Linked DNA regions of Mus musculus: all the other regions are linked to region 1. The links are chromatin contacts, called in public Hi-C and HiChIP or PLAC-seq maps. All regions are on one chromosome and are shown on one strand. Each heading gives the region's core, a stretch centred on a gene start, on an enhancer-like site or on the middle of the called end of the contact. The rest is flanking DNA. Distances are from core to core; before and after follow the strand shown.

Region 1 (6,710 bases), core at 3,609-6,108:
GACGCTCCCAACAGAGAAGATTTTAGATTTGAACTTTTTGGTTTTGAAATGTATTTATTTTTTAAATTGTGTGTGTGTGTGTGTGTGTGTGTGTTGCTCACAGAGGCCTAAGGTGTTAGATTCCCTTGAGCTACAGTCACAGGCAGTTGTGCTGGAAACCAAACCTGGGTCCTCTGGAAGACTAATACTTGCTGTTAGCTGGCTATCTATCCAGACTTGTTCTTTCATTCACCATCCGAACAGTAGAGTCTCCTCTAAAGGTTCACGTGTTAAAAGCCTAATGTTCAACATTATTGGGAGGTGGGGGTACTTCTCAGTGTGTGGGGTCTTGGGGGTGTGTCCTAGGAGGTGTGACCCAGGACCCCCTTCTTTCCTATGAGGTAAATGGCTTTGCTCTGTTCCAGGCTCCTCAGCATGGTGTGCTGGCTCACACAAGCCCAACATGCGGGGCCAGTTAACCTGAAACTGACACCTCCAGTTATGAGTCCAAATGAAACTTTTCTCTGTGTAAGTTGACTTATTGCGGGCATTTGTTGTACTAAATGGAAGCCAGAGGACCACGTGGGCTTCTCGCCTTTCCCGTTTGCTAGCATTTGACAGTATATCAGTGCAGGCAAGAGGCTAGAGATGACCAGAAGTTAGGCAGTGGCTCTACTTTCTATTACTTGGTTTCCATTCACGACCTCTCTTGTGATCTTACTTATACATTCACTTATGGTATAAGCTCATTAGAAATAAAATAATTTCTGATAAGCACCAATTAATCTTAGTCTCTTGATGTACGTGTGGTGTGCATGCATATATGTGTGCATGTTTGCATTTGTATGGGTGCATGTGATGTTATGTGTGGTGCATGTGTACATATGGGTATATGTGTATGTGTGGGTGTGTTATGTGTGTGCATGTGTATGTGTGGGTGTGTGTTATGTGTGTGCATGTGTATGTGTGGGTGCGTGTTATGTGTGTGTGTGCATGTGTATGTATATGTGTACATGTGTGTGCATATGTGTGTGTATGTGCATGTATGTGTGCGGGTGCATGTGTGTGTGCATGTGTACATGTGGGTGCATGCTGATGTAAAGCCTGAGGTGATGTGAGGTGTTTTTCTGATGGCTCTCCTCTTCATATATTGAGACAGTGACCCTTGCTGAACAGAGAGTCTCAGCTGGTCTGGCTAGCTGCTGGCTTTCTCTGGGTATTTCCTGTTCCTTTCAGGTAGGCTGCCAGCCCACACAACTTTTACATGGCTTCCGAGAGTATGAACTCCGGTCCTCACATCTGTACAGTATATTGGCTAATTTTTGTCAACTTGATTCAAACTGAAGTCACCTAGGGAGAAAGAAACCTCCGTTGAGGAATTGCTTTCATTAGATTGGGCTGTGGGACATTTTCTTGGTTGGATGGCTGATGTGGGAGGGCCCAGTACACTGTGGGCAGGGCTAGTGGTCCTTTGTGTAAAAGGTCTGAGCAAGCCTGGGAAGGCGCCAGTAAGCATCCTCCTCCCATGGGCTCTACTTGAGTTCCTGCCTCCATGATCTATGTGGGAGTGTAAGGCAAACCAACCCTTCCCTCCCCAAAGCTGCTCTTGGTTACGGTGTTTCATCACAGCAACAGAAGCCAAACCACGACATACAACTAGGACACACAAGTGATTTCTGTCCCTGCTGACCCAGCTCCCAAGTCCCACAGAGGACTGGCCCTCCCACATCAATCATCAACCAAGAAAATGCCCCACAGGCTTGCCGAAGGGCTGATTTTACCAAGGCACTTTCTCAATTGAAGTTCACTTTTCTCAGGTGACTCTAGCTTGGGTCAAGTTGACAAGAACCAGCCTGCATGACTCCTAACTCTGAATCCTTGGCAGGCATTGCATCTGCGATTTAAATACTCTCTGGGCACCTCCACCACAACCATCCTGAGTGGCCAGTTTCAGCTGGATTCACAGCTTCTGTGTCCTTCCCAATGCTCTCCCTTCCCTGTGTCCCTGTCCCTAACCATGGCACTACCATCTGCCTGGTTATCTTAACCTATACAGGCCAAAATACCCACTGGTTCTCATTCTTCCTGGATCATAGTTCTTTAGTCAAACCTCTCTCTTTCCCACCAGACATACCTCAATGTCTTTTATACAGTTTCTGTCTTCTCCTTTAATGACACACTCTCAGTTTTATGATGTAGGGGGTGGGGAGTTACATATTGTTGCTAGAGTTCTCTACCTAAAACGCTCACTGTAACTCTGTTAACAGTTCTTGTTGCCCACAGGCTGAAGGGAAAGCATTTGAGAAAGTCCTAGGCAGGTGGTTCAGGTTTAGCTCCATCCCTGCGGTCCATCAGTGCAGCAACAGCAGTTTCAAGCAACAAGAGCGCACAGCTGCAGCCGTAAGACAAGAGTCCTTTCTTCTAGTAGCTGCTGCTACTTTCTCCTAGGATGCTGTAAGCTGCTAAGGAATCCTGCTCACCCTGTAAGACCTCAAAGATCTCTTCCTCCTGGAAGAAGTTTCTGACTCACCTCTAAGCCCAGCAGACAGCTTCTTTATAATGCCCCCTAAATACTACTGCAGCGGCTCCTGTAAGCTTGATTTAGTCCTGCTACACACATTTATTGTTCTTTCCAAACCATTTGCTTTAATTTTGTGTATGTGTCTAGGCATACCTGTGGAGGTCAGTGGACAACCTGGGAAGTCTCTTCTACTGTGTCCTTGGGGTTGATAGTAAGCATCTTTACCCGACTCAGGGGTATCTTACTCACTGTTCTATTGCTGTGAGGAGACACCACGACCAAGGCAACATATAGAAGAAAGCGTTTGACTGGGGGCTTGTTTGCAGTTTTAGAGAATTAGGCCACTGCATCATGGCAGGAAGCACACAGTAGCAGAGAGCTTTACAGCCTGATCCATAGGCAGGGAGACGGAGAGGGAGTGATAGACAATCAGACAAATATATACATACATACATACATACATACATACATACATACATACATACACACACACACACACAGACAAAGACACTGGGCCTGGCATGGGCTTTCAAAACCTCAAAGCCGACTCCCAATGACACCTCTTCCAACAAGGCCATGCCTCCTAAATCTTCTGTAAGCAGTATGTTACTAGGGAGTAGACATAGAAAGATATGAGCCTATGGTGGCATTCTCATTCAGACCAGGACATGATGATAATAACTCCAGAGTCTCAGACCTTTGAACACTTGGTCCCCCGTTGGGGCACTGTTTGCCAAGGTTTAGGAGGTACAGCCCTGATGCAGTGTCACTGGAGGTGGGCTCTGAGAATGTAAAGACTCCCACAATTCCCATTCATTCTCAGCTTGTGCTCAGTGTTTAAGATGTGAGTTCTCAGTATCCTGCTCCAGCCTGTTGCTGCCTCCCCTGCCGCTGTGGATGCTAGCCCCCTGGAACCATGAACACAACACCTGCTGAACCATCTTGCTGGATGGCCCTACAATGGTTTTTTTCCTATCCTATTCTTTTTTTTCTTTCTTTCTCTTTTTAATTAATTAATTAATTATTTTACACTCCATATTTTATTACCCCCCCCAACTCTCCGACTGATCCACATCCCGTACCTCCTCCCCATACCTCTGTCTCTACATGGATGTCCCCACCCCTCACATCCTACTCTTGAGCACATTATATCCTGGCCTCTTGCTTTATTCCAGTGTCTACTGCAATGACTTATTAATAGGCTTTCTTTTGATTTGTTATTATGGTTCTCTCTCTCTCTCTCTCTCTCTCTCTCTCTCTCTCATGTCTCTGGGTTGACAGAATGCTTGCTTGCTTAGCACACACCAGGCCCTGGGTTTGGTCTCCAGCACCACAAACACCTGGCAATGGGGGTACATGGTGGCACTTTCAGCAGGGAGGCAGGAAGATCAGAATTTCAAGGCCATTCTCTGGTATAGCGCAAACATGTTTCTTAGTGTGTTAGAGAACTAGCCTGAGTTACATGAGGCTTGTCTCCAAGAAGAAAAATACCTATATGTATTAATATTATATAATGTATACATATTTATTATCATAACATATATTATACATTACATAATATACAATATAACATATTACAACATATCATAAAATGCTACGTGTCACATATTACATGTTATATATTAATATTACATATTATGTTACAATATGTTATGTAATATATGGTATAATAATCGTATAATATAGAATATATAATAATAACATAGTGGGGTATGCTCAAGTGTATGTATTAGGTAGGATTTCTATTGCGCTAAAACACTACACCCAGATCCGAGCCGTACACAGGTGTCACTAGTCAGATAGTTATATTTAAATTAAGTGACATTGGACAATTAGTTCTATCATCGTAGTAGCTACAATTCAAGGGTTCAGCTGCTACATGTGGGTAGTGGCTTCCCTATTAACTAAGACGTGGACTATATTCATCACCCCAGGAAGTTCTGTTCGGGGTAGATAGTTGAGAATTAAAATCAATCAATCAAGCCTTTTGAAGCCACAAGTTCCAAAACCAGAACTGCCAACGGATGTTATCCACTCTCCAGAGGAGATGAAGAAATTTTACTAATCCAGAGCCAATGAAAATGAACACCTGCCCAAACCATCAGTCTACTGGGTTTTTCTGGGAGCTCACTCGGCAGTCATCTCCCTGGAGTTCCAGCAACCAGAACAAACTCCACAGGCTCATGGAAGGCGGGGAACTGCAGGGTGCAGAGCGTGCAAGACGGAGGCCTGGGATGCACTGGGGTTGCAGCAGCTCTACAGACCTCCAAGCGGGGCGCGCTCACACCCGCGCGCCTCCGGAGGCAGGTGGGCGGGGCCGTGACGCACTCACCTCGTGACTCCACTCAGGGCCTGCGCCGGCCGAAGCCGGAAGCGGCTGCTGTCGGAAGCACCGGGCGAGCTATCTGTTACAGTCCGGCCCGGGGATGGCTCGGGACGCGGAGCTGGCGCGCAGTAGCGGGTGGCCGTGGCGGTGGCTGCCGGCGCTGCTGCTGCTGCAGCTGCTGCGGTGGAGGTGCGCCCTGTGCGCGCTCCCCTTCACCAGCAGTCGGCACCCAGGCTTTGCGGACCTGCTGTCGGAGCAGCAGCTGTTGGAGGTGCAGGACTTGACCCTGTCTTTGCTGCAGGGCGGAGGTCTAGGGCCGCTGTCACTGCTACCTCCGGACCTGCCGGATCTGGAGCCTGAGTGCCGGGAGCTGCTGATGGACTTCGCCAATAGCAGCGCCGAGCTGACCGCCTGTATGGTGCGCAGCGCTCGGCCCGTGCGCCTCTGCCAGACCTGCTACCCGCTCTTCCAACAGGTCGCAATCAAGATGGACAACATCAGCCGAAACATCGGGGTGGGTAGAGGAGCAGCCTCGGCACCTGGGGGGGGGGGGGGTTGGGAAAGTAAGGAAACGGCATTGGACGGTCTGTGGAGTTAGGGTATCAGAAACAAGCGGGTGACTTTAGGGGCTTATGGCTTGGAATGCTGTCCCCCTGGATGCTGTAAGCCGGCATCTTCTTGGGACAGGTTTGCTGGAACATTGCAGCGAACATACCCAGAGCCACCAGTTTCTATCAGTGTGACCTTTATTATTTTTCAAAGTATTGAGTTCGGTTCCATCCTGTTTATCAGCTTGTTCTCTGGCAAGTTAGTGACATTCTCTGCTTGTTTTCTCATCCGGAAAGTGGGGACAAAGAGAGGCCACACAAAGCGACATACAGTAATAGTTCGTGGTCGGTGAGTTGCCATTTTAGGATAGTCTGCCTTCTCTGTAACTCGAGAGCTTTCCTGGTCACTTGGAAGGTAATGTGAAGGACTTAATGAAGGCAAACCAAAAGAGGAAGACACAGTCTTTGCCTCTAAGAACTGTATAAATTAGGAAAGGATTACGGTGTCGGCCACCGTGAGAGTCACAGGGTTGCCTGGTAAAGGAAAAATAAGGAGGACACAGGGATTGGGGGTGGAAATGGTTCTTGCGTCCTGAGGGGCCAAGTAGTCTCATGAAAAATGTGGCTTCAGTTGCTTTAGAGGTCGTAATTGACTAAACTAAATAGAAATGTCAATAGGTGTATCTTGTTTTTAATCTAGCCTAATGTTACTAAGCAGATTTTTTTTTTTTTTGTAAATGGGGACATTCATTTGCATTAAGTAAAGTCCAGAGTCACTCTTTGTGGAAAGATTTGGCTTTCAAGGCAGTTTAAATAGGAGTGCATGCAGTATTTTTCAGATTCGCTCCTTTCTCTATGACTTTAATATGCAGCGTTGTATTTGATTTTGAGCAGTTACATTAAATAAGCTGTTTTTAGGGAGTCTTTTCATTCTATTTTAATTTAATTAATGTATTTATTTGTGATGAAGTTTCTTGTCGCCCTGACTGGCCTTGAACTCACCGAGTAGCAGAGGATCACTTGACCCCTCCTGCTTTCCCCTCCCAGGTGCCTAGATTACGGACGTGTCACTATGGTCTGGTTTTATGCAGCTGTGAATAGAACCCATGACTTGTCCACGCTAGACAAGCTGTGTACTAACAGAGCCCCAACCCTGTCTTTAAAGTAGTCTACCAAGTAACAGGCTGGCATCTCCTCACAGTAACAGTTTGTCCACTCTACATCTCCTTTTCTCCAAGTTCCTGCTTCACATCTCCGTTGTACCCTCCCACCTTCTGTAACTCCTCCCCCTTCCTTGTACCCTCCCACCTCTGTAACCTCCCCTTCCCCTCCCTCT
Region 2 (6,478 bases), core at 864-3,363, 340 kb before region 1:
ACCATAATAAAGAAAATGGCAGTAAGGAACTGACCGCTTAAAAACTTAGCCCTTCCTCAGAGTTCTCCATAGTGAGCTTACGCTGCATCCCACCACATCCCACTGCATCTCCGAGCCAACGACCTGTCAGTCACTCAGGGCTTGTCTGATTCAGAAAACATCCCAGCTACAAGGGAACAATGCTGACTTACCCGTGCATGTCACTGGCAAGTGAGGGGGTCTATCTAACTAGAGGAGAGAAAGCTAGGCAGTCAGTGGCATTTTGTGGTAATGACCCCGTTAAAAACTCCAGAAGAAAACAACTGGAATGTTCATGCATTAAAGGATAGCAAGAAATCATGAAATTCTGGAGCATTTTATAGAAGGGGTTTCCTATGCAACTGAACAGCCAGTCACAAAGTGAAGGATACAATAGTGTGTTGGTTACGCCAAAATAAATGGAAGTCTTGTCTTATTGTTGATTTTGAGAATTTGGTTCACAGTTGTCATGAGGCCCAAACTTTTGTCAAATAAAGCTGAGCCGTGTCGGTATTAATTTCATTTTTCAATATTAAATCCTGATTAACCTTCTTCCCTCCAACCCCACTGCACAGAAAAAAAGACGATAAGGGATTTTGGATTCTAAACAACCCCTCTCTGATACCAAGTGTCCAGAATTAATGAACCTAGTCGAGAGACGCCGACCCTCGGACGTGCTCCACGAGAGGGCCCCGACCTCCTCCAGGACCCCACGGCCTGCCGGTTCCCCTCATTGGAGGCCTCCTCAGTGAGAGGAGGGCCTTTACCCTTGACCAGGGAGTCTGATTTAGCAAAGACAGTGAAACTTAAGCACAAGTCCAAGTGGACTTTCCCCCTGCAGGTACAGGTAATAGGGGGTTAAGACTGCCGCTGGGAGAGAAGAAGGAGTCGTGCCAGCCACAGTGGGGATCAGAGGTTGCCTCTCCATCAGAGTCTTAATTAATCCTAATTGTATTCCTTCTAAAGAGCTAAATGACTGCGGGTTGGACTCATCTGTGGTTTAAAGGTGACGAATGCTTGCCTGCTAGGAGTAGCTCAGCGGCTTTTGAGAAGCACACTCGGTTAACACTCAGCAGATAGAAATGAGAGCAAGCTTCTCTGTGCCTCAAAACAGCTCTGCTTGGACTAGCTAAAGCCAGGAATCAGGGCCTGGGAGGATGCTCGATTGAGGAACTCTGTGGAAAGTTACTCGAGCGCCTCAGGATTTACACAGGATAATCACATCGAGTATTCTACTGAGCACTGAGACCCCCACACTTTGAAAAGACTTCATATTTACAGAGGATTTGTGGTCAAAGATGTTCTGATATGGGTGTGTGTGTGTGTGTGCAAATATTCCATCTGTGAGATAAACTACTTCTATTATAATACCAGTGTCATAGTTTTTTTTTAAATTGATGTTCTTTCACCTGGCCAGCAGCTCAGACAGCATGGCAGCTGAACAATGAATCTGAAATATGCAGCTCTTTACCCGCGTCTCCTGAGATCACAGTAAAATTGCTTATCTTGCTTCTCATCCCCACTAATCTCACCTCATTTTTTTTCTCCTTGTAAAAAAATTTTTTTCCATTTACCATTTATTCCATGCATCCATGCTCAGGCTGGAAGGCAACCTGTGGGAGTTGCTCTCTCTTCTTCCACCATGTGGGACCATGGAGAACAGAGCTCAGATGGCCAGACTTGGCTGCAAGTGTCCTTACCCACTGTGCCATCTTGCCATCCCTTACACCTCAGTTTTCCTTACTCCCCTCACATGTGACTTTCACAATAGAGCCATATATGACACTGATTTTGCTTCTGCTTCCAGCAACAGTTGACAGTTGTCTCTGCATTTCTGATTTTTTTTTTCCTGAAAGCCCTTCAAAGAGCAGATTTTGTGCCAGAACCTACAAACATTGCTCGGTAAATGGATGAAAAATGTCCCTTAGGGAGATTTCTTCCTCCGTTCTGACTCTGTGAATGGCGTTTTAAAATCTGAAGCTGGCTGAGGGGAAAACATGAAGTATTTTAACATGTGAAAAGGCCAGTGAGTCTGGCCAGGCCTGGATACTTACTCTCTCACACAGCTCTTCAAATGTGCAGTCGGCAACGCTTCCACAGGCTTTATTCAGCCGCAGCTCTCTGCCTTGCACTTTCAGAATCCTTGGGCTAGTTACTATGGGAACATGAACAAAGACTCAATCTTGTCTGGATAATTACTATAAAATTCATCTCTTACAGATAGGAAATGCATAGCTTGATGAATAATAGCACATGATTCAACACATAAATTAGAGAAAATGCTGATACAATGACGGCCACTTGAGTGTGGCATCAACCCGTATACAGCAATGGAACTTATTAATTGGTCAGTGGAGATTGGGCATTGTGTTCTAAATGTATTCTCTTTCAAGAGAAATTAACTTACGTACAATCATTTTGTTTCTGAGCCAGCTCATCAAACAACTTATCCACGACGGCCTCCACATCAGCCTCACTTGTGCTACAGTGAAAAGAATAATAGAATATGAAATTAATAACACTTGAAGCCAACATCAAACAGCTGCCTGAGCCTGCTTAGCTTTTTGCCCATAAAAAAAGGAGAACAGGATGTTATGCTCTAAATACAAACATTAGATTTAGAATACACTTAAAAGCAGTGAATATTAACTCTCAGGTAGATGATCCTGCCTTATTTGCATACATTGAAAGACTTCTGAGCTTCTAGATGTTTCCAGTAATGAGACAATACAGGCGGAGTAAATCCATTAATACTATGTGTACACAATGAGAAGAAAGCTTCTGGCTCTCTCTTGCATGCAAAACAAGAGCAAATAGGCAAGGCAGTCAAGCATCCAGCAAGTATCCTTTGAAATCGCCATTGAGAGGGTACACGTGGAATTAAAGATTGAGGGTGTTTTGAGAATGAGAAAAACCAAGTCAAGCCACCGGCTGAGAGGATCGAGCTCTCAGGATGAGATCACTAGCTTCCAAACACCAACTTAATCAGCACCTCAGAAACTTTATCAGACTTCTATGCGTCTGAACACATTCAGGACAGACTTCTGTCAGGATAAGGACAAGAATAGACTCCAGTTTCTCTCAAAAATGTCCTTGTTGGAATCCCACCCCCGCCCCCTCCTTCTGTGAGGCCCTCATTGCCCAGGCTATGGAGTGAGTCTTACCACCCAGTCTTTTGTATTCTAATTAGAAATCACCATATGGTTTAAGGAGCTCACATATAGAGATGTGATAGTGCTGTGGCCTCTTTTCTTCTCACTTTTTTTTTTTCAAAGAAGGGTTGATAAATTAACAGTCAATAGGAGAAATAACTGGTAGAAGAAAGGCCATTCCAAAAAACCCTTCAAGTGCGAATCTAAGTTTCCTCTCATCCCGCACACAAACTTGCACAAGATGACCTGACAATATGCTTAATTTTGAAACAAATCAATCTTAGCTAATTGTGGAAGTGACTGACATCCTTTCAATTTTATTGAAAACTAGTCATTAAGATAAAGTTTAGACTAAACAGAATCTTTCTTAGCAGGCTGCTGACATTTAACACACAACCACGGAGCTCCTCAGCTGCAGCAAATGCAGCAGCAACTTAGAGCACAGCTGCAGTCAGCACAAAGAGGCCGCCCACCTCTGCAGGTTTCCAAGATATCATCTGCATGGTTGACGCCATAGGGAGTGCTACCTGAGTTTCATAAAGCCCTATAAGACCTTCAGATTAAGCCACATTAAAGGAACTAAATGAACTATGGAAAGAATGATTTAAAGACAATCACCAAAAAAAATTTTTTTTAAGTAATTTTTAAAATTACGCTTGCATTCCATGTGAAAGCCAGAGAAAAACTTGTGCGAGTTAATTTTCTCTTTCTACCATGTGATTCCCCACCTTCATCTCCAGTCCTAAGGCTTGGCAGCACTTTAATCAGCCCTGAAAGCAAATTTAAATATATCAAGAAACCCCGCAAAGTCAATATCGATGTCACACAGACCACATTGGATTCAATAGAACAACTCCTACCATGCAGTAGAGTTACACACAATGTTTTTGAGAAGGGATGTGCACGTGCATGCTCCTGTGAGCACACACACGCAAGCACACACAAGCACACGTATGTATATACAGGTGTGCAGTGCATGTGTGTGTGAAGCCAGAGGCTGACATTAGGTATCTTTCTCAGCTGCTCCTCAGTTGGCTAGAATGACTGACCGTGGACTGCAGGGCTGTCTGTCTCTGAGTCTGTGCCCCACCCCCGCCCCACCTCCAGCAGCACTGAGACTGCAGAAGTGGGACTCTGCACCCGACTTTTATATGGCTGCTGGCGATCCAAACTCAGGGCCTTATGCTTCCATGGCAAGCACTTTACCAGTTGAGCCATCTTCCCAAACCTAATTTAGAAATAAATAAATAAATAGGTGGCACTACATAGCCCAGGCTGACCTTGAACTTGTGTTCCCCCTGCCTTAGCCTCTACAGTCCCTGGTTAATGATCTACTTAAAAATTACTTTACTTATCATTAGTGGTGATGTTGCGGGGGCGTGCCTTGCCTTGCCATGTCAGTTTCCCATGGGTTCCGGGGACTGAACTCAGGCTACTAGGCTTTTCTGACAAGCCCTTTTACCCACTGAGCCATCTCACTGGTCCTAACAATGTACTTGTCGAGGCATATAAACTAGAGCAAGGAGAATAGGGGCAGAGCCCATCAGGACAGTACCTGCCTAACGCACACACACATGCATGACACATACGGCGACAACCGCTCCTTTACGACATTGTTAGATTTCGTGTTGCATTTTATTTATTTATTTATTTTATTTATTGATTTATTTATTTTTGAGGATCCTGCCTATCACGTAGTCTAGGCTGGCCTATAACTTGCAATCCTCCTGTCTCCGTCTCCTGAGCACTAAAATATAGAACTGTACCACCACACCCAGCACAAAATTATTTTTATTTTAACATTGTCTTATAAGAATTTTATTACCCTACTGTAAACAGATACACTGATGTCCCAAAATAGAAAAAAGGTGTTAGTGTTAAGTGGTACAAAGCCAAAAACATCTTATAAAAGTGGTCTATGCGGCACCTGACTGCTGCCCATGGAAGCTAGCAGGCACTTGGGCATAGGAGTAAGCTTTACTGCGGAGGCCAGGCGCCTTATCTTCACATTGCCTTAAAGCACGTAGCATGGGTAGCTATGACACATTTCCGTGTGTTTACACTTAACCAAATTGATACAAAATAAAGGCAAGCAGGAAGGGAATTCTTATCATAAATAGATACTCTCAAATTCCTTAACAAATAACCTTTTATCTCCTTATCCTCCCTCCCTCATTCTACTCAGACCCCAGCATTTTTATATATTTATATATTATCATGTATGGATGTAGGGTGTGTATGTGCAGGCACGTGTGGGCCACGGAGCACAGCAGAGGCCAGAGAACAACTCCGCGGGTCATCTTCCCTTTGACCTTGACATGGATGGAGGGGGTGGCGGTGTCAAAGGTAGTTCCTCCAGGCTTATGCAGCAAACGCTTTACCCACTGAACCATCCTGCCAGTCCGCATTCTCTTTATTAAAGACAAGCATTAAAAAAATAAAGAGAAAAAAAAAAAAGAACTACCTATTTACATTAGCCTAAAAGGAGCAGTTACCTATGGTATATTTCCAAATCAAATTTAAGCAGCTCTGAGTATATCTTGCACTTGCCACAAAAACCTCGGGAGATTCTAGCCTTTTCAGTGTGCTTCCAGCAGAGCAGCAGAAGCCACCCCTCGTTGGACTGCTCTGCGTGGCGAGCTACACTTGACTCCTGTTTCACCATGGGGATCCTAGCACTATCACTCTGTCACCGGAGAGAAGGCAGATACTCAGAACTATGTCACTTATCCAATCAGAATATGCAGAGACATAAACTTTCTGTATGATAGAAAATACAAATATGGCATGACCAAAGTGGGAGCGCTGTGGTAATACTTGTATCATAGCACATACAAATTTATCACCATATAAAAACTTCCACAGAACAACTGCCAAAGGATTCTTAAGAAGCTGCATACAACGATGGCTTAATGGGTAAAGAGCCCATCGCTCCCTCTCACCGAGTAATAAATGCAAAAAAGAAAAAGTCATGCAGGGTGTGGTGTTGCCTGCCTATAATCCCTGCCCTTGGGGGCTGAGGCTAGAGGATGGGGAGGGGCCAGAGGATGGGACAGGGGGGAACGGGAAATGGCCGTTGTAGGCTCCCTGATGGGGTATGCTGCCAGCTGGAGGGCATTTGAGGAGTGCAGGGACTTCATGGATAGATTAGTGCATTGGGGCAGGGTGGAAGAGACATGTTTAGATGTGGGCTTGGTTGGAGAAAGTAGATCATGAGGTAAGTAAGGCAGGCTCCTGCCGGTCCAGGTTCCCCCCAACCGTGGCCTTCTGATTTACCGTATGCCTAGAAGCAACAGACTCAAGAAGTG
Region 3 (6,140 bases), core at 3,401-5,900, 370 kb before region 1:
GTTTTCATTGCCTGTTCACTGAAGAAAAGCTCCAAGTTCTTCAAGTCCACACACTCTTCAGAGCCTCTTGTTTGAACAACTGAAACCCTTCTCTTGTAGGACGAGATCTGAACCTGTCACCTATGGCCCACCTCTCACTGCAAAGTGCTTCCCAGATTCTGTGGTTTAAAGTCTGGCCTTTATGGAATAGCCATGCTGGTGACATCATGAAGTGATTCCTTGCCAACTAGGGGGACAAAGATGCCATTATTAGGCTTCAGCATGGTGGGGCCATATTTCCCTTGGGGGTGGGAGAAGGTGTCAGACCATGCTATCTGACTATGCAGGACCCGAGAGAGTGCCATGCTGCTGGGAAAACACAGTGTCGAACAACCTTTACTTCTGAATTTAGAAATCGGTCACGAGACTCATAGCATAGCCCAGCCAAGCCCAGAATCAAATGGAGACTAAATGTGTTTTCTCCTCCCAACCCAGAGACCACCACATGCTCTGAATATGTTCCAGCACCAATTGGCAGCCACTGCCCACCCTGGCACCTGCAGTATGCCAATTTGTTCCCCTACACTCATCTTAAGTATCCTGTTTCCCAAAGATACAGGTTTCCAGGCCCATCCACTGCTGTGCTTGAGTTTGGTGTGTAGATAGTCTATATTCTCATCCTGGATGTTTCTGATGAACCACTAAGTTGGAGGATAAGAAATTCGATAACAAAGTAGTCTTAACTAAGTACCCAGCAAAACATACCCATGGCTAAAGCTGCTGCTTGACATATAGTTGCTAGGAGGGAAACAATGTAAAGAAGCCGTACCATCACTCAGATGCCAATGTGAGGACTGTGCATTTGACCTAGGTCTTCTAGGTCCAAAGAGCAAAGGAGCCCTCACTACAAGAATGAGGAAAGCAAGTCACCACATCTCCAGGAGCTGAGACCCTTACTGGTGTCTCCACCTCTGGCACAGACCTTTCTGATACTTGCAACACTTGGAGAGGGGTAAACAGAGGCAGGAGACAGCAGTTCCGTATGCTCTTGCCATAGATGAGACAGGTTCTCACGATGTGGCCCTGCTGGCCTGAAATTTGGCACATAGTCCAGGTTTTGCCTCAGACCTGTGGGGATCCTCTTGCTTTAACACTTTCTTCCCTCTATTACAGGCATTTGCCACCACATCTAGCCAATTGCAGCTCTTTAAATGGGACAGGTACGGGCTATGGGGACAGAACAAGTTTGAGGTCTCTCCCCGCCCCTACAACCCTAAGCATCATTTCCAGCCTTGGAAGAAGACTGAATGGGATGGGAGGTGGGACCTGAGGGCAGGGCAGAGCCTACGGAAAGCTCTTAGGCTCTAGTGTCAAGGAGGGTTCAACCCCTAAGAACCATGCCTTGGGCTTCTCCAAGTTAGTCATACTAACTGTGTCAGAAAGGTGAGCCTGCCTGTGCCTGGCTGGCCTCAGGTCATCCTGTGGCTCCTAACCTGTGCTATGACAATGAGGATGGCACTATCCTTTGCTGTCTCACTGGTAACTTGGTGAAGTTTGGTCCTGGCTCTTCCTCTCAGCCCCATGCTCCCAGAAATAAGACTCAGACCCAAAACACAAATACCTTGCCATATAGCTAGGCTCTCCTCTAACCAGATCTTAACTTAAAATAACCCATTTATTTTACTCTACATTCTGCCACATGACTGCTTACCTGTGCTCAGGCACCATGTCTCATCCCATCTTCCTGGGTGAATCTCTCACGTCTGGTTTTATCCCAGAATTCTTTCTTTCTCCCGGATGTCCCGTCTTCTATTCACCCTTTCCTACAGGCCATAGGCTTTTTTATCGACAGCTGATGCATCCAAACAAATACACAAGATATTCTCGCTACAGTAACTCGATGGCCTCCCCACCTGTCTCACAGGCAAGTCTTTCTGTTGCTTCTTCAGAAGTGTGTGGGGCTATGCTGGGCTCAGTCAAATATTGGGACCATTTTGTCCTAAACTTAATATTGTTTTAGTATGGCTTGCTGCTTATTTTTATGTTGTGAAATCTGATTATGTCACTTCTATAAAAGCCTAAGCAATTATTTTTTAATTCTACAGACTATGTTACTCTAATCAACAGAAATCAGCAAATAAATTTAATATTCTGCATGCTACAGAGTTCTGTTAACAATACGATAGGTCATTAGTGCAAACCGAGAGGTGCATGTTGGTGACTGCAGCAGGTTTTACAGTCTGCACTCTGAAGTTTGGATTCTAAGAGGGGATGATGGTTAAGCCAGAGGACAGGTCACATCTCACTTCTCTTTAAACATTCAGAAAAATAATATTCTAGTCATTTGCCTCCTCTTCTGGGTTTCCGGAAGTAACTAGTCATTTCTCTTGGCACCCAGCAAGCACTGTACTGAACTAGCACTCAGTACTCATTTAATAAGGGAGAGACGAGGGGTGGGGCTTCACACTCCGCCCCTTTCTGCCAACCCTGTGCTGTCTATACCCTTCACTATGATTTCTGGCTGACAATCCTCCACATCCCCAGACAAAGCCATTCTTGATGCTCACTACATTGTGTCTGTCTGTCTGTCCCTAAGAGGTTATGAATCTGTTTTGGCCAGGGAGTTTCTCCTGTTCACATAGATGTGTCTCTGCCTGGTTCTTTGAATAATAGTGAGTGAATGAATGGATGGTTAGTGAATACTTATATGCTGTTTTTAACAACTTCATTGAGAAACATTCACATATAAAATCCAACCATTTAAATAGTTCAGTGGTCCTTGTTAGTCTGTATGCAGTAATTCACCTCCTCGTCCAGTTGTATGTGATGACCCCACCTCTCTGTTCAAATGTATGTAATAAGCACGCTGAGCTTCCAAGGTGCTGCGGGTTCTTCATCAGAGTATGGTTCGACAGATCTCAGCTTCTTTGTGTGTCTTTGTGTAGAAATAAGACCAATGGGGCGGGGGTGACAGAGTCATGTGACAGAGTCATGTGACGGACCCTAGGAATCAGTCTCTGGAAACCAGCATCAGGGTTGCAGGTCTGAGTTTATTGCCCAACACCTAAGCTTATATACAGTGTTTGAGCCAACCCCAAGCCCCTAAATCCTTAACCAATCATATCTCGCCACACCATCACTATGTCCCAATGAAAGCCCTGGCTGATGCGGTAACTCACCTGTTAGGACTTCCATGAAGATGGGGGAAGCAGCCACCGCCCTGGCTTCCATTCCTTTTTGCTGTCTCACCAGTGTCCTGGGAGCCATCTTAGATCTAAAGCTATATAGTGCAGATCAGGGTTCTCTGAGGAGTTATAGGACCCTGTGCAGCCCCCTCCCCTTCACCCCCTGCTCTTCATCCCATGTTTTCCTTAACAAGGTTGATTTCCATGTCCTCCTCATCCGTGTCTGTTTGTCCTTTCTTCGTTCCCTCTTGGCTCCCAGTCAGGTCAAGTCCCTGGAGCCATGCTGGGTTTGGTAGCAGACAGTCTAACCGGCGGTGGGAATGAGGGAGGAGATGCATTCTGGGAACAGTGTGACAGGGCTGGAGAGATGGCAGCAGTGAAGAGCACTTGGTGCTCCTGCAGAGGACTCAGATTCTGTTCCCAGCACCCACGTGGTGGTTTGTAACCGCCTATAACTCCAGGTCCGGGGAACAGAGTGTGAAGAGAATGCTTTGTCTAACATTGAATGTAGTTTTCACAATTATAAAATCCACCACAGGATGATGCAAAGCAAAGGCCCTCACCAGATGTACCTCCATCACGGACTCCTCCATAGATACACATATCTCTTTGTGATAAGCTGCCCAGTCTCTGGTATTTATTCTATTATAGCGACACAAAACAACCAATAAGACACTATTTGTATTTCTGGGCCTCATCAGTCTGGGCAACTTTTTCAGAAGTCCCATGGTGTGTGCTTGCGAGTGTGTGTGTGGGTGTGGGTGAGTGTGTGTGCTTGAGAGTGTGTGTGAGTGTGTGCTTGTGAGTGTGAGTTTGTGTGTGTGTGTGTGTGTGTGTGTGGTGTTGCACATGACTGCATCCTAGTGTGCTTTCTATGGCTGTGATAGACGCCATGGCCTACAGCAGCCTGGGGGTAGAAAGGGTTTAGCTCACCTTACAGTTATAATAGAAGGGAAGCCAAGGCAGGAAGCCGGAACTGAACCCGAGACCATGAAGGAACTGCCTACTTTTCACAGGGCAGCAGCCAATCATTAATCAAGAAAATGCCTCCACAGACTTGCCTGCAGACCAATCTTATGGAGGCGTTTTGTCAGTTGAGGTTGCCTCCTCTTGGATGATTCCAGTTTGTGTTAAGTTCACCCTCCCAGCCCCCCACCCTCCTACCCACAGGTTGGCTCCCGCCAAGACTCCAAGTCAGACACACAGACAGGGGAACAGTGCTGTAGTTCCCAGTCATTGTTTAGGAACAGCCAAGCTAGGAGTGAGAGCCCAGGGCAGAGCCCCTCCCCCAGAGAAGGAATTTAAGCTTGCCAAAGGGAGGGAGCTCCGAAGCAGTCACAAGAGGGTCTCATATCGGGACCACACTCCACTCTTGAATTGACTGAGGATCTCAAAAGACGCCTGACTCTCTGGAGGTAGCGCAGGCCTGGGAATAAGAAGCATTGAGAGTTCCCAGCCCGAATTTCTAGACTTTTCCCGTCGGTTCACCCACCGACCACAAGATGGTGCCCTCGTCATGGGAAATGGCTGAAGCCCACCAACCGAGCAACAGTTTCTGTTAGCGGATTTCAGGACATCCCCCAGCATCTCAGCCTGTGTCCTTGGAGGGAGTGCGGCTGAGGGCTGCGGTCCTTGCTCCCCGGAATGAAAACCTCCAGGGAGGCTGCATTTTCAGTTTCGCATTCCTCAAGGATGGATAATTTACAACAGTCATGGATGGAACCTTTCCGATTATGTTGTCAGCCCGTTACCCAGTTAAGCCTCTACCAATCTGCCGCAAGCTTGCTATTGCTCTCTTCAGAACACTCCTTTGAAAGAAAATTGAGAAGAGTCACGTAGTAAAAACCAGTACAAGGGTTTCCTGGTTCTTGAAGAATGCAGACCACCTAAGGCCACAGTCAGGGCTGAGGAAGACCTCCCAGAGCTGACAGACTCGCCGCTGCCTAGGTGGAATCCTGGGATTCCTCCGGAGATGCTGACTCAGCATGAGGACAGACTCAAGGCCGGACACACTCCAACGCTGAATTGGGAGATATTGGCCCCACTCACTTGGGTTTTTTTTTCCACGTGTGAATTTTACAGGCGGGGAAATGAAGTGTTTAGAAGTTAGTGTCAAAATGTGGGCACTTGATGCTCTCCTCGAGGACCCAGGTTCAGTTCCTGGCACCCACGTGACAGCTCGCGACCATCTGTATTTCCAGTTCTAGGGGATCTGATTCCCTCTTGTGGTCTTTGAAGATTCCAGGCATGAACAACAGGGTGCACATGCACACGCGGGCAACACACCCATGCATGTAATATATAATATAACATGGAATGAATGTATTTAAAATGCAGGTGCACTAGGAATGTCATATAAATTATTTTGGTGCTATATGTAGAAGGTGTATGTGAAACTTAATTGATTGTCTGTTTAAGTTGTAGTCTCATTCCAAAGATAGCTCATTACAAATATGCAATGCCCCAAGTCTGAGGAACACTCAGAGTCCAGCCCCCTCTGGTCCTGGGCATCTGAGTGCTTGCTGAAGGATCCCACCACCCATTTCCTTTTGGTCTGGCTGCCATGTTGTTTTCTGGTTTTCCCTTTTTCTTGCATGCTGACTTGTGAGACCGACCTTGGGAAGAGAACAGGATGCTGATGGATCATTTCCAGCATGTGTGAACGCCATCCTCCTGCCTCCTGATACGGAGGCAGAACCCTCACAGGGCCTTCCAGCCCTCCTCTCTGAACCCCACTCCCAACTGATACAGCCCCTTCCACCAATGCCTCCCCAAACAAGGCTTAGGGAGCTGGGGGTCTGGAGGGACAGAAGGGAATGGGAGATGTGCACCCTGCAGTAACGCAGGCAGAGCCTTGTGCTACAGCTCACCCTACAGACACGGTGTTTTTAAACGCTGTCTAAACTCTTCAGTAGCAGGGTGACACGCCACCTACACTGGGAGTTGCCTGACCTCAGGCATGAGGCTGATGTGGCT
Region 4 (6,524 bases), core at 3,577-6,076, 280 kb after region 1:
CAAGTAGTATGCGCGCTCTAATCTACTCACCTGTCCTTAAAGTGCCCCTGGAGCACCCGCGGGGCACCCACGGGGCCATAACTACCGTTTGGCTGCTCTGACTGTCCTTTGGCTTTCCCTTCTCTCCAGGAGATTGATGGCAATGCCTTGTTGTTGCTGAGGAGCGACATGATCATGAAGTACCTGGGACTGAAGCTGGGACCCGCACTGAAACTCTGCTATCACATTGACAAGCTAAAGCAAGCTAAATTCTAAAGAGTTGGAAACAAAGCCCCACATCTCCAGGTTACTTCTGCCAGACCAGCATCCGGCCAACATCATGAGTAGACTGTCCTCTTAAACGTCGCAGCCACAACGACTGTGTCTTCTTATAGAACGTGTGCATCCTTGCCTTTTCTAATATTCCTAGTGGCCCCTTTCAGACACTCAACCGTGTGCTAGACTTGTCAGAAAAATCACAAAAAGGCTATTACAGTGTTCCTGACGTGCTGGTCACTCTTTACGGGTGCTATTTGTGCCGCGACAGAGTGGATAACTGAATGCTGTCACACAAGGAGAGCCCTGGAGGGGGCTCACAAAGTCCCTGCAGGGGCTGTGGGGACGCCCCCAGTGGCGGTGGCAACTGCTCCCTGTTCTTGGGACCGATCAGCATGAGTTTCCCTGGACTCAGCCCTGGAAGTTGTCTTCTGATGACCACCTCGCCTTGCACTATCTGGAAAACTTGAATTTTTGTTGCTGTTTTTTTGTCCGTTTGTTTGTTTTTGTTTTTGTTTTCCGCTCTCGAAGAGAAAAGGGAAAGGATGTTTTGGAGCCCTAGCTACTGAAGTCCTTCCTTGCTCCACTAGAGGGCAGACTGCTAACGAGGTTTCGGGATGCACAGACTGCGTGGCCGGGGTAGGGTTTTTATAAGCAAGACCTCGCTTGCACAGGGACAGGGAATGAAGTCCACATTGAGCACCCCAGATTGCCACTTGGGAAGAAATCAGGCTCTGTCAGGCGGGGTCCAGCTCATATCCATTACTTACTGACTTACTCGGTACAAATTCCGAAGCAGCCATCTGCCTAAACAAAGACTGGTGTCCCTTCTCTCCCAGAGTCTCACTGAGGCTCTGATATGACGGCATGCTGAAGAATCTTGGTGACATTTAGCTATGGGTATTTCTTGAAAAAAAGGCGGGGGGCGGGAACTGTCTCGACAAAGTTTGAAATAGGACATACTGATTTCTAGTTTCATGGCTGCGTTCTTAGCTGTGTGTCTGTGGCTAATTTTTCTAGTCTTCAACAAATACGCAGACGTGTTTTTATTGGGTTTAATTCAATTTACAAATAGGTTTTTACTCTTCACTGTGAAGTAATGGGAAAAAATTGATTTTCTACCCTTTGCAGCTGTGTCCAGAGAGGGGGGTGGAGCCAGGGTTTCCTAGGCAGAAGGGTGACCTCTTTACTGCCTATTCTTTATGGAATCCCTCCCCCTTTGTTTATTCTCGATGAATAGAGAACTCATGGGCACAGCCTTTTCCTTAAAGGCACATCTGGGGAAGGTGAGGGTCAAGGATAACCTAGGGTCTCCCTTGACAATAGTATGAATTTTAGAAAGGCACCTTCCCTCAGGCTGCAGTCTGAGCAAGATCTCAGCTGGCAAGTGTAGCCAGACGTCCTGGACTGTAACAAGATAAATGCGGTCTCTCAGATGGATCTACCTATTGTACCAATCAGGTAGAATTTAGGTAAAGAGCACAGGACATACTCCATGCTGTGCTATAAGGGCCCACTTTGATGTTCCCTGTTTGTGGGAGTGTGACATGACCCTGCAAGATCTTTGTTACATATACACGGGTGGTTGGACTTAAGTAAGACAGAGAAGGAGAAAATTGTCCCAGAGCTTCCCACTGAATGGAACTTGATCAGGCTGTGGATGAGCCGGATGTCTGTTATTGCTAGCATGAGGCAGAAATGACCTTGAATTAGACCTTGGAGAGACTCTTTAAGATGATAAAGCAATGAGCGGACTCTGCCTAGAAGAAGATTTTTAACTCTGGGTGCTCGCTGCTGCTCTGAAGTTAGATCCTTGTCTCAGAAAGCATCAGGCAGTTCCCACATACAGAACTGCTTGTGTGAAAGCTTTGAGATTAGACCGGTCACTTCACACAAACGTTTGCCCTTCCCTGGAGGTTCACGGTGCCTCTTCCAGGGACACGGGCTCCTTAGTGAGTGGTGGTATTAAGCTTGCCAAATGTCCTGCCTAAACTTACCCATGTCTCACTGGTGCCCCAAGTTAAAACAAGGCCAAACAAGTCAGGGGAGGCCTCTAATAATTTTTGAAGGAGAGCTAGAACCCAGTTCAAGTCTGTGGAGGAACGGAGCTGTGTCCCCAGACATGATGTCTTATTTCACACGAAGCCTTAAATTAGCTCAATTGTAGAATTCCAGATATTTAAGGTTTGGCCAAACAAAACAAAATAAAACAAAACACCAAGAAGCAATCTCATTAGTCTTGGAATGAGGGGCTGCCACATCACAGAAGGCCCAGCGGAACCAATTCTTCTTGCCTGTTTTTTCATAGAATCTAATTAGTTGACCAAATCAGCATTGCAATACTGCAAGTATAATTAATTTTCATCCCTCTCAAAAATCTTGTCAAACAGCGCAGCTAAATAGCTTCTCAAATGTAAAACATGCAAGGCCACTTCCTCTAAACAGACCTTCCAGGGTCAGACCGTAAGGGTTACCCTGGCCCAGATGAGCAGGACTTGAACTCACACCTGATAGTTCACAGGCTTGCTCTTCCAGCTGCACAGCATTGCTTCAGCTTGGAGTGGATAATGATCACATTTTGCATAATTCCAAATTAAAGAGTGTGGGTGCTCATGTTCCAAACATTTCCAATTACATTTGTCTGTTAAACACTTGGGGGAGGGAGGTTTCAAGAGAGTTCTGTTGCCTAAAGCATTTTAAATGTTTTATGAAACACATTATTCCCTTTGTGAAGATTTTAGATAAAAGATGTGGCCTGTGTGTATGAGTCTGTGTGTGTATTTGTGTATCTCTCTCTGTGTGTCTGTCTGTGCCTCTGTGTGTGTATGTGTCTGTTTATGGGGCTGGAGAGATGACTCAGCAGTTAAGAGCACTGACTGCCCTTCCGAAGGTCCTGAGTTCAAATCCCAGCAACCACACCGTGACTCACAACCCTCTGTAATGGGATCCTATGCCCTCTTCTGGTGTGTTTGAAAACAGCCTACAGTGTGTTTGAAAACAGCTACAGTGTACCCAAATATAATAAATAAATCTTAAGGAAAAAAAAAAAGAGTCGCCACTTTCTGAAACCAGATCACTATGTTTATAAAAAAAAAAAAAAAGGATGTCTCTGTGTGTGTCTGTATGTCTTTCTGTGCCTGTCTATAAACCTGTGTGTGTATATTTGTGTCTGTCTGTGTGTGTGTGTCTATGCATCTCCAGATACTGGAGTTGAAAAATCTAAGAAGTGGTTGTGAGGATAGCAGCTATTGCATGTTCTCAAATATCTTTCCAGCTTTGTAGTGCAGAGGCGCGGCATGGTCTGGTGCGGCATGGTCTGTTACGTGTAGGCATTTCCTCTTATTGTAGCAGGGCCTGTTCTGTGCACAGCTAGATGACCAGAACAGTCCTGGTGCCTAGACTTGTTCCTCTGAATCAGCTGAGTGGAAATGTCAGGACCTGAGGACCTGGATGCCGCAGGAAAGGCCTTACTGGAGAGGCCTCGGCCAGGAACAACTGCCTAAGCGTTTCACTTATGTCTGCCAGGGAGGACATGGGCCTGTTATTTCTCTTCCACAGGATTGCCAATTTTTTCCCCTTTCAGAAATAAAAGAGCAGAGAGAACGCCTCAGCAAAACCTGTGCTCAGAATTGATAACTTGGGAAGAGATGCTGGGCTGAGGGTTTGAGAATCAAACCAGATGAACAAAATTATACACTTCTTAGGAAAACCGTACAATACCGTTTGTGCCCACCGCCCCTGCCCATGACAGCCAGAACCTGATGATGCCACAGAATAATTCTTTAAATTAAAATGGGTTTAAAATTAAATGTATATTCTTTTAGAAGGGTTTGTTGAATCTCTGAAGAAAACTAGAAACACCCAATGTTCTGTTGAACACAGTCATCATTAGAAAGTCTTGAAGGACCTTCTGATCTCTCCCTGAGAACTATTCTAGAGAGAGGATACCTGGAGAGCTATCCCAGTGCATAAGTAACGGGATATGCACTCAAAAGATAACCTACCCCACTTTCCCCAGTGGAGGCAGGCTCGAACTGTTTAGATCATGGATAAAGACATGTTTTGGTTTTTTGCTTTTGTTTTTTACATAAACACACTCAGAGCTGAGTCCCTGCTCTGCTTGTGTGTTGCCACATGATTTTGCTCTGTTCCATGAGAGGTCCAGACTGGGAGCCCCTGGGGGAATCCAGCAGATGTCCAGATGTCCAGAGGCACCAACGGTCCTGCGTCCTTCCATATTGCCAAGTTAGCACCAGCTGCCCGGGAGCCCACTCTGGGCTCTGCAGAGCTAGGGATGCTGGAGCCGCAGCCCCTTTGTGTCTCTCCCTCCAAGGCTTAGTTAGCCTCATCCCACAGGATTCCTTCACGGACAATTGGAAGCTGGGTTTTTGGAAATCTAGTATTTACTTGAAAGAGGATCACTCTTATTTACTGCCACCAGTTAAAGATTAGGGCAACATGTCTGCTAACAATTTGCTTTGTGTAATTTTGTTTTAATGCTAATAAGCAACAGCTGGGACACTTCCTGTGGTAACTTCCTCTGTGGCTACAGTACAGTCAGCACACAAGACTGCACCAAGTGCTGCACTTACGAGCACACACTGGTCTGGAGACGCTGTGCTACGCAGCCAGCTGTACATTTCCCTAAGCTGTGCCCCTGGCCAACCTGCTAGACTTCCTACCTGAGACCTTGGGCTTCTTGGCACACTTACCAAGACACCGTTTCCCAGGCCAGCTGCCATTGGGACCAGGAGTTGATACTGTGACACAGGATGGCAGAACAGGAAGATGACAAAGAAGAAGAGGGCGGAGAACTGGCTTGGCAGTGACAGAATGGCGATTCTTGATAGTGTGGGGACAGCAGCATCTTTCTCTCTAAACATATCCATGAACCACTCAGGCTTGCTCTGTCACCTACTTGACCACATGGCCCGCGCCACGGCGCTGAGGCAGAAAAGTAGTCTACCAGTGGGTCCGGCACGGGAACGAACCAACAACATGCTTCTTCAAACCATGAAATGAGACATGGCGTCATTTTCCTGCAGCCGTGAACTATCAAAGGCTACTTTCACCACAAAAGGAAGCAGCCTAAAATCGTGTGATGTCTCTGCCTCCCCACCCAGGGTTGGACCGCCTTCCCTACAGTCTAGCGAAGCTCTCTGCTTGGCTTCTTCCCATCATAGGGAGTTCCCTCCCTGAGCAGCTGGCTTATCTCTCTGTTGCACAACTCTGGTTGTGAAAAAGTTTACTTCTCAGGGAGTCACAGATGTCCGTGAATCAGATACAAATATTCAAGGTGAAGTAAATTCTGAAATTTTTGTCTGTTTAATAGAGTTTATCCATGCAGTAGCCAAATCTACACCACAAACAGACATTGGCTAGTTGATCTCAACACTCGGCTCCCTGTCTTTGTGGTAGAAGAGTAGACACATATAAGAGTTGTGCCCAGAGGCTGCAGTTAGGTTTCCATTGCTACAATAAACACCATGGAAGAGCAATGTTATGGGTTGAATATGCTTGGCCTATTGGACGTGACACCATTAGGAGGTGTGGCCTTGTTTGAGTGGGTGTGGCTTTGTTGGAGGAAGAGTAGGGGTGGGTTTTGTGGTCCTATGCCCAAGTTCTACCCAGTTAGGAAAAGACAGACCCCCCCCCCTCCTAGCCTATAAAAGATAGTCCTCTCCTGGCTGCCTTCAGATCTAGACATAGAACTCTCGGCTCCTCCAGCACCATGTCTGCCTGCACACTGCCATGTTTCCTGCCATGATGATAATGGATTGAACTTCTTAAACTGTAAGCCAAACCCCAATTAAATGTTTTCTTTTATAAGAGTAGCCTTGGTCACGGTGTCTTTTCACAGCAGTGAAACCCTAACAAAGGCAAGCAACTTGGGGAAGATAAGCATTTGGATTGGTTTTGCTTTTCATCTGCCACATCACAGTTCATCACCAAGGGAAGTCAGGGTGGGAACTCAAACTGGGCAGGAATGTGGAGGCGGGAGCCAATAAAGAGGAAATGCTGTTTACTGGCTTGCTTTTGCTGGCTTACTCAGCCTGCTTTCTCATATAGCCATAGGACCACCTGCCCAGGGATGGCACCACCTACAATGGGATGGGCAATCACTGAATTTACAGCAATCACTGAAAAGATGCACTACACACTTGCCTTCAGGCCAAATTGTTGTTGAGACAGAGTCTCACTATGTAGCCCTAGCTATCCTGAAACTCACTATGTAGACCAGGCTGGTCTGGAATTCACAGAGATCCTGC

The links. Hi-C and Micro-C count contacts between places; a contact is called where the count stands out from the background. HiChIP or PLAC-seq counts read pairs in DNA pulled down with a chosen protein or histone mark.
Region 2: a contact with region 1 is called in an H3K4me3 HiChIP or PLAC-seq map of stem cell-derived neural progenitor cells, with 16 read pairs. The contact joins the enhancer-like site here to the promoter of Ostm1 in region 1. A contact is called at or near these places in 1 of 39 promoter capture datasets (embryonic stem cells) and 8 of 115 datasets of contacts at active chromatin or transcription factors (cardiomyocytes, craniofacial prominence, embryonic basal ganglia and 4 more).
Region 3: an H3K4me3 HiChIP or PLAC-seq map of forebrain shows a contact between it and region 1, with 7 times the contacts expected there. The contact joins the enhancer-like site here to the promoter of Ostm1 in region 1. A contact is called at or near these places in 1 of 39 promoter capture datasets (embryonic stem cells), 1 of 15 datasets of contacts at CTCF or cohesin (the NIH/3T3 cell line), 1 of 484 Hi-C or Micro-C datasets (bone marrow-derived macrophages), 14 of 115 datasets of contacts at active chromatin or transcription factors (bone marrow-derived macrophages, craniofacial prominence, embryonic basal ganglia and 7 more) and 2 of 9 other capture datasets (adipose tissue and liver).
Region 4: a contact with region 1 is called in a Hi-C map of double positive thymocytes, with 2.6 times the contacts expected there. The contact joins the enhancer-like site here to the promoter of Ostm1 in region 1. A contact is called at or near these places in 1 of 484 Hi-C or Micro-C datasets (double positive thymocytes) and 4 of 115 datasets of contacts at active chromatin or transcription factors (bone marrow-derived macrophages, effector CD8 T cells, large pre-B cells and 1 more).

The regions. Positions count from the first base shown.
Region 1 is chr10:42,674,058-42,680,767 of GRCm38.p6, forward strand. Ostm1 (osteopetrosis associated transmembrane protein 1) reads left to right here and starts at 4,859. Exons shown (of 6, transcript NM_172416.3): 1 at 4,859-5,340. The coding sequence starts at 4,927.
Region 2 is chr10:42,337,753-42,344,230 of GRCm38.p6, forward strand. Afg1l (AFG1 like ATPase) reads right to left here. Exons shown (of 13, transcript NM_145743.2): 9 at 2,430-2,500; 10 at 2,073-2,173. Among named protein-coding and RNA genes, the nearest start is that of Foxo3, 64 kb to the left of the region's middle. Within about 2 kb of position 2,114, at least 26 of the 459 cell types and tissues checked have an H3K27ac peak or open chromatin away from gene starts, as enhancers often do. A contact at or near this core is called in embryonic basal ganglia, forebrain and stem cell-derived neural progenitor cells, where this site is marked.
Region 3 is chr10:42,303,656-42,309,795 of GRCm38.p6, forward strand. No RefSeq gene overlaps it. Among named protein-coding and RNA genes, the nearest start is that of Foxo3, 30 kb to the left of the region's middle. Within about 2 kb of position 4,651, at least 23 of the 459 cell types and tissues checked have an H3K27ac peak or open chromatin away from gene starts, as enhancers often do. A contact at or near this core is called in forebrain, where this site is marked.
Region 4 is chr10:42,957,490-42,964,013 of GRCm38.p6, forward strand. Scml4 (Scm polycomb group protein like 4) reads left to right here. Exons shown (of 9, transcript NM_172938.3): 9 at 130-3,293. The coding sequence ends at 255. Among named protein-coding and RNA genes, the nearest start is that of Gm5079, 30 kb to the right of the region's middle. Within about 2 kb of position 4,827, at least 124 of the 459 cell types and tissues checked have an H3K27ac peak or open chromatin away from gene starts, as enhancers often do. A contact at or near this core is called in bone marrow-derived macrophages, double positive thymocytes, effector CD8 T cells and 1 more, where this site is marked.